Regions from separate parts of the Muntiacus reevesi genome. Here region 2 is linked to region 1. Evidence: chromatin contacts called from public Hi-C data. All regions are on one chromosome and are shown on one strand. Each heading gives the region's core, a stretch centred on a gene start, on an enhancer-like site or on the middle of the called end of the contact. The rest is flanking DNA. Distances are from core to core; before and after follow the strand shown. Region 1 holds the start of TOMM6 (translocase of outer mitochondrial membrane 6). Region 2 holds the start of TAF8 (TATA-box binding protein associated factor 8).

Region 1 (2,662 bases), core at 81-2,580:
ATTTTACAGAACAGAAGACAACACTTTAGCTGAAGGCTGCCTGCTGACCAGAGAAGGGTGTCCTGAGTGGACTCAGCAAAGAGAAGGCAGGGAAGGGAAGGTGCCCCCTGGAACAAACTTCAGCCGCCAGCAGGGCAAGTCTTGTGATGGTCACAGATTGGAGGCTGTTTTTGAAGGGGTTGAGTACAGCACAGGGGTTCCATGTGTCTGCAATCAGACAACAGGTGGCATTAGAAACGTGGTATTACTGGAGTAAAAATTACTAAGAGACTCAAAGCCCTTGCAACATCTGGAAACATATCTAACTAGGAACAGCCAAGGGTCTTTTGTCAAGTCTCTTTCCTATTAGTCTGTGAACAGTTGATCTAAGTTATTTCTTCTCCCAGCCTCTAGGACTTCTGAAAGAACAGTGGTTAGTGCTTACCTTCACAGGCTAGACCCCAGGCTGAGGTGCCATTAGGTCAATGTCACTCAAATTTCTGGCCAACCAAACTCCAGCAGCAAAGAGTCCCAAATTGAGAATCAAGTTCCTAGAAAAAGAACGCATCCCATTAATCCTGTGGTCACCGAGTCACGTGTCTTTGGTTAACAAGAGACTTGGGGGGTGGGGGTGGTTCCCATCATCACCCAAGGAAGAAACCGTCCCCTCCTGAGGCAAAAGCACTTCAGAATCTTAGGAGCACTGATCGGTACATAATAGGTTGCCCAAGACCACATGGTTATTTAAGGTTCGCTTCTACGTCTAATAAGAGCAGGGTCAAACGCAAAGGCCAATTAAACACTTGTTTAGGGGCAAAAAGCCTGTTTGTTGGCGCCCCCTCCCCCAGGGTCCCCATGAGCAGATTCTCTAGACAGAGCTCGGTGACTGAAAAAAGTGCTTCGGCAGCACGGAAATCCTCCCGATCAAGGACCTCAGCAAAGCACAGTCAGAGCCACAAGGAGGCCAAGATGTGGGTGGTGTAAAAAAAAAATCGGATTTACCAGCCCGGAGGAAGGGAAATCCAAGGGTACGCATAACGCGCGCGAAGGGCCGGAGAGGGACCGACCCCCGGGCCTCGGTTACCTCCGGAAGTCATTCCTGTCGGTGGCGAAGCGGTAGACGCCCCGAAGCCAGTCCCCCACGTTGTCTGGTATTTCGGGAGCTTCATTTGCTGAGCCTGCAGCGGTCACGCCTGCCCCACTGGAAGCCATGGCAGCAGCTCCGCGCTCCGTAGGAACGCTCACCACGCACCGGGCGGGCGCCGACAGATCACGCAACTTCCGGCTTCACACTTCCGCCGGCTACCGGCCGACAGAGGGCGCCGCGGCTCGCGCTCCCACACGCGTCTGCAGAACTTCCCGGGTGCGCGTCCGCCACCTCGGCCAGGGATGGAGGCGCCGCCCCGCTCCAGTCTCCCTGGTCGGGTTCCACCTCCAGCTCCCTCCTGGCCTTCGGCTGGCGCACCCGCTCACAGTACAGGTGTTCTCCGAGTGATCACTTCATTGGTTCGGGAGGAGGACGCTGGGGATGGGGCCGCCCAGCCTGTGGGGTTGGGGCAGGGGCACTCAGCTGGGGATGCGTAGCTTTGAGGAATGGGCTTCTCCGAGAGTCTCCATGAAGAGTCATAAAGTGCGCGGGCTGAGAGGAAGCACTCAAACCTGTCATCTCGCCGCCCCTCCCCAGACTTGGTCCTGATGGCATTCAGTCTAGGACTTAGAGGGGTAGGAGAGCCTCGCTCTCTCGCCTTACAGATCCCATCCTCCTCACCCCCCAAACCCCCCTTTCTCCAGGCTGCGCCACTAGCAAATGGTACAGTGCCTCCTGGAAGTGTCGCTGTCCTCAGTTCGGAAAGGGGCCGGGGTCTCCCAGGGCCGGGGAAGGCGCTGGCCTAAGAAAAAGCCTTCGGGTTCCGATTCAGAGGAAGAGGAGCAGGTGGGACAGGGAGCATCCTCCTTGGGATCAAGGGGCGTCTCTAGGCGGCCCTGCGCTTGCCCTTGGCGTGCCTCCGTGTGGTCCCCAGCTCGATACTTCTGCTCTGCGCTGGATCCAAGCATCCTGCTCTGTGTTTCCAGACTGGAGCTGGCGGCAGTGGCGAGAAGGGTTGCCCGGGAGATGATCGCGGCGTTCGACTGGGCGCAGTCCGGATCTCCAACTCTGCAGAGCCCCTCCTCTCCTGTTCCGGGCGGGGTCAGAAACGCCCATCTCAGAGCCGCGAGTCTCCTTCTCCCAGATTTGGGCGGGGCAGCGGTCAGAAGCCAGTCCCAGTCCGGGCCCAGCCTCCCGCCCCGCCCCGAGCCGTGCGCGCCGCCGCTGTGGGTCGGCTCCCGGCTCCCGCCCCTCCCCGCCTCCGCCCAGCAGAGGGCGGCCGCGGCCCCAGCCCAGGAGCGAGTCCCGCGCCGCAGCCCCAACGGCGGCGCGGGGTGGGTTCTGGAGGCCCTTGGAGCGCGCCGGCCAGGGACGCGCGGTGAGAGCTGCGGGCCCCGAAGCTCGGGTCTGGGGGTGCGGTGGGGGGAACGGGGGCGCTGCTGGAGGGGCGGGACGGCGTGGGACCGGGGTGAGGGTCCCAGCCCGGGAGAACCACCCCCCTCAGCCCAGCCCAAGCCGCTGCCCCCTTCCCCTTTGATCTTCACCTTCTCCTCCCTTACCCGGGGACGCCCTGCTCTCCAGCGTCGGGGCCGGACT
Region 2 (2,662 bases), core at 94-2,593, 190 kb before region 1:
ACAAGTCATTAAGGGCTTACATTTTCAGCTTTGACTGTTTTACATATATATCTCACTTATACTCAAAACTCCAAAATGTGCAAATTTTTAACCCTTTTCACAAATAAGGAAATTGAGATTCAGGAAGTTTAGTGGTTGACCCAAGCTATTAAGTGGCAGAGTGAGAACTTATACCTATCCTTACACCTAGACCTAATAAGGTCTATCTTGTTCTAAAGCCTGTAGGTCACTTAATAATGTCCTTCCTTTTTTTAAACATTTTCAACACTATCATGATGCAGAACACAGAACAGATGTTTGTTTGACTGGAAGAGGGCCTACTGTTTCCTATTGTTTCCAGGTACTTACAGCTCTGCAGCATCTCTGTCAGTGTTTCCACAGATGCTTTCTCAGCACTCTCAAACCCTGCCTCTGTCAGCAGGGAGCTCACAACCACTTGCAGGGTTCGCCTCCGGGCCAGATGGTAGTTATCAGCAGGGTTAGTGGACTGTTTACTTCCTGATCTCTGTGAATCAGCAGCCCAGAAAGAGAGAACATTTTTATTCACTGGACAGTGGTGCAATTACAGAGCTCACATACTGTCACTGGCAATCAAAGGTTCTTTTGCTAAATACTTACCGGTACTTTGGATTTATAGCTCTTGGCCAAATGAACAGTAACTGAGCATCCTAGGGGTTCTAAATTCGGAGACAGCCTTTCTGCCTACCTAACACTTAACAATTCCAGTAACACAAAGCGGCTGTTTTTTCTATTTTAGCAGATTTTCAGAATATATAGCTGAAGAAACATGCATGATGGGATTGGAACTCGCGTCCATCACCCAGGAAAAAAGTGATCTCTGTCTCTCTCGTTCTTCCCATCTCCACACCATTTCACTAACGAGGAGAGTCAAAGCAACAAACAACACATGATGCTGAGGACAGGGAAAAGTAGGAAACCTAAATTATTTTGAAATGGGAATCCCTCCCAACTTTAGCGGGCCAATAAGAAGGCGAAAGCGGCCTCGCTGGACCAATCAGGAGCTGTTCCGGGTTCCCAACCCCTCCCCCCCCCCACCCAACAAAGAATAGGCCAATCAGTACACAGGTCCACCGACTCCGGAGGCCGCCGCCAAGTCTCGAGAATGGCGGGGGCGAGGGGGGGGGTTAGTCAGGTACGTCTTGAAAGACCCTCCTCCACGCAGGGCTCAGGGTGGGGCTGGATTTCTGGGTATGGGCTCATAGCCCGGTAGAGGGAAAGTTGCCGAATGCCCCGACTGTCTCGGCTCCGGCCCCGCGCCTGCCTCCCGCCCTTACCGTTCCGGAGCCCGCAGCCCCGGCAGTGGCCGCCGCGTCGGCCATCTTGCCCTGCCGTAATGTGCGTGAGTGCGGGGCACGACGGGACTTGTAGTCAAGGGGCGGGGCGGGAGCCAGGGGGCGGGGCGGCGCGCGCCCCGCGGAGCTTTCCGAGGCTCTGCGAGGTCCACGGGGTGACCCCCCCCCACCCCCACCCCGGCTCACGTGACCTTTTGTGAGCGGTGGGTTCAGTGAGCCCCGGAAGTTTGCCCCGGAAAATAAGCCCACGGTTTCACACCTGTTTTGAAGTGAAATTGCTTTTTCATGAAAAGCACATCCCTGGGACGCTCCGAACTTGCCTGGATGGTTGTGTGGGGTCCCGCTGGGTCCCCATGATTTGCTTTCTAGGAGAGGGGCCTGCGAATCTGTATTCTTAAGTCTCCAGGTGATTCTCCTGAGCAGGAAACCCTGTTTTGTGCTGGCGTCCCCGCAGCCCCACCTGGAACTAGAGCTTCACAGACCTAATCCTGGTGTTCCGTGCATCACGCTGCCCTCTCGCCCTGTGTGAATCTGCAGGTGTTTGCGGGCGAGCCCGAAGGCGCCGCTGGCTGGAGGCTGTTGCTTGCCCGTCTCCCTCCCAGGGAGGGGGCTTGCACGCCCCTCCCAGGCCGTTGTGTCCACGCGGTGCCTGTGGTTTTCTGTGGTTCGCTCGCGGGTCAGCCCCCTCCGGATGGCGCGGGGGGGGGGGGGTCTTCCGTGCACCGCCCCGTTTGTGGGTGTTTGGCAGGACGCAGAGGCTGGATTTGAACCCCAGAACTCGCCAGCTCTGGGGCTTCGGATACATTGCCTGACTTCACTGTGCCTGTTTCCTCTCTTGTAAAACTAGGATAGGATGAGATGGATGGCGGCGTGGGGGGTGAGTTAATACAGACGAATGGTCTATGACTGTGCAGACGTAGAGTAAGAGGTCAAGCAGCAGCGCCTCATGTTTATTTCCTGCGTGGCGAACGGATGAGTGGAAAACGCTCGGAGGCTGATGTCTGGAAACCTGCGCCGCGCCTGCCCGCAGGGAGCACCTGTGCCTGGGGGGCGCATCACCCCCTCACCTGCGGCGCGTGGGGCGGGGTCTGCGGGCCAGGGTCGCGGCGCCGGGCGACCGCCGGGAGGAGTCGGGGCCCAAACCTTCGCTGAGCGGAGCACCCAGCCCCTTTGTCTCCCCCGCCCCCTCTTCCCCACTTCCTGCCCAGCTTTAAACTCGGGATTGGCGGCGAGGCGCCGACTTTGTAAACACGCCGCGTCTGCGGCGGCGGAGGCTGGTTCTGTTTGGGCGCCTGGGGGAGGGGTGCACGCCCCTCCCCGAGGCTGGAGGTGGCGACCCCCCCGACACA

The links. A called contact is a pair of places that touch in the nucleus more often than the background predicts.
Region 2: a contact with region 1 is called in a Hi-C map of muscle, with 6 times the contacts expected there. The contact joins the promoter of TAF8 here to the promoter of TOMM6 in region 1. A contact is called at or near these places in 2 of 3 Hi-C or Micro-C datasets (blood and muscle).

Annotation. Positions count from the first base shown.
Region 1 is chr20:17,396,840-17,399,501 of mMunRee1.1, reverse strand. TOMM6 (translocase of outer mitochondrial membrane 6) reads right to left here and starts at 1,330. Exons shown (of 3, transcript XM_065913359.1): 1 at 1,064-1,330; 2 at 425-530. The coding sequence starts at 1,191. The coding sequence ends at 434. PRICKLE4 (prickle planar cell polarity protein 4) reads right to left here. Exons shown (of 7, transcript XM_065913360.1): 6 at 2,626-2,662; 7 at 1,768-2,153. The coding sequence ends at 1,780.
Region 2 is chr20:17,584,919-17,587,580 of mMunRee1.1, reverse strand. TAF8 (TATA-box binding protein associated factor 8) reads right to left here and starts at 1,343. Exons shown (of 9, transcript XM_065912392.1): 1 at 1,296-1,343; 2 at 349-505. The coding sequence starts at 1,340. CCND3 (cyclin D3) reads left to right here and starts at 2,389. Exons shown (of 5, transcript XM_065912294.1): 1 at 2,389-2,662.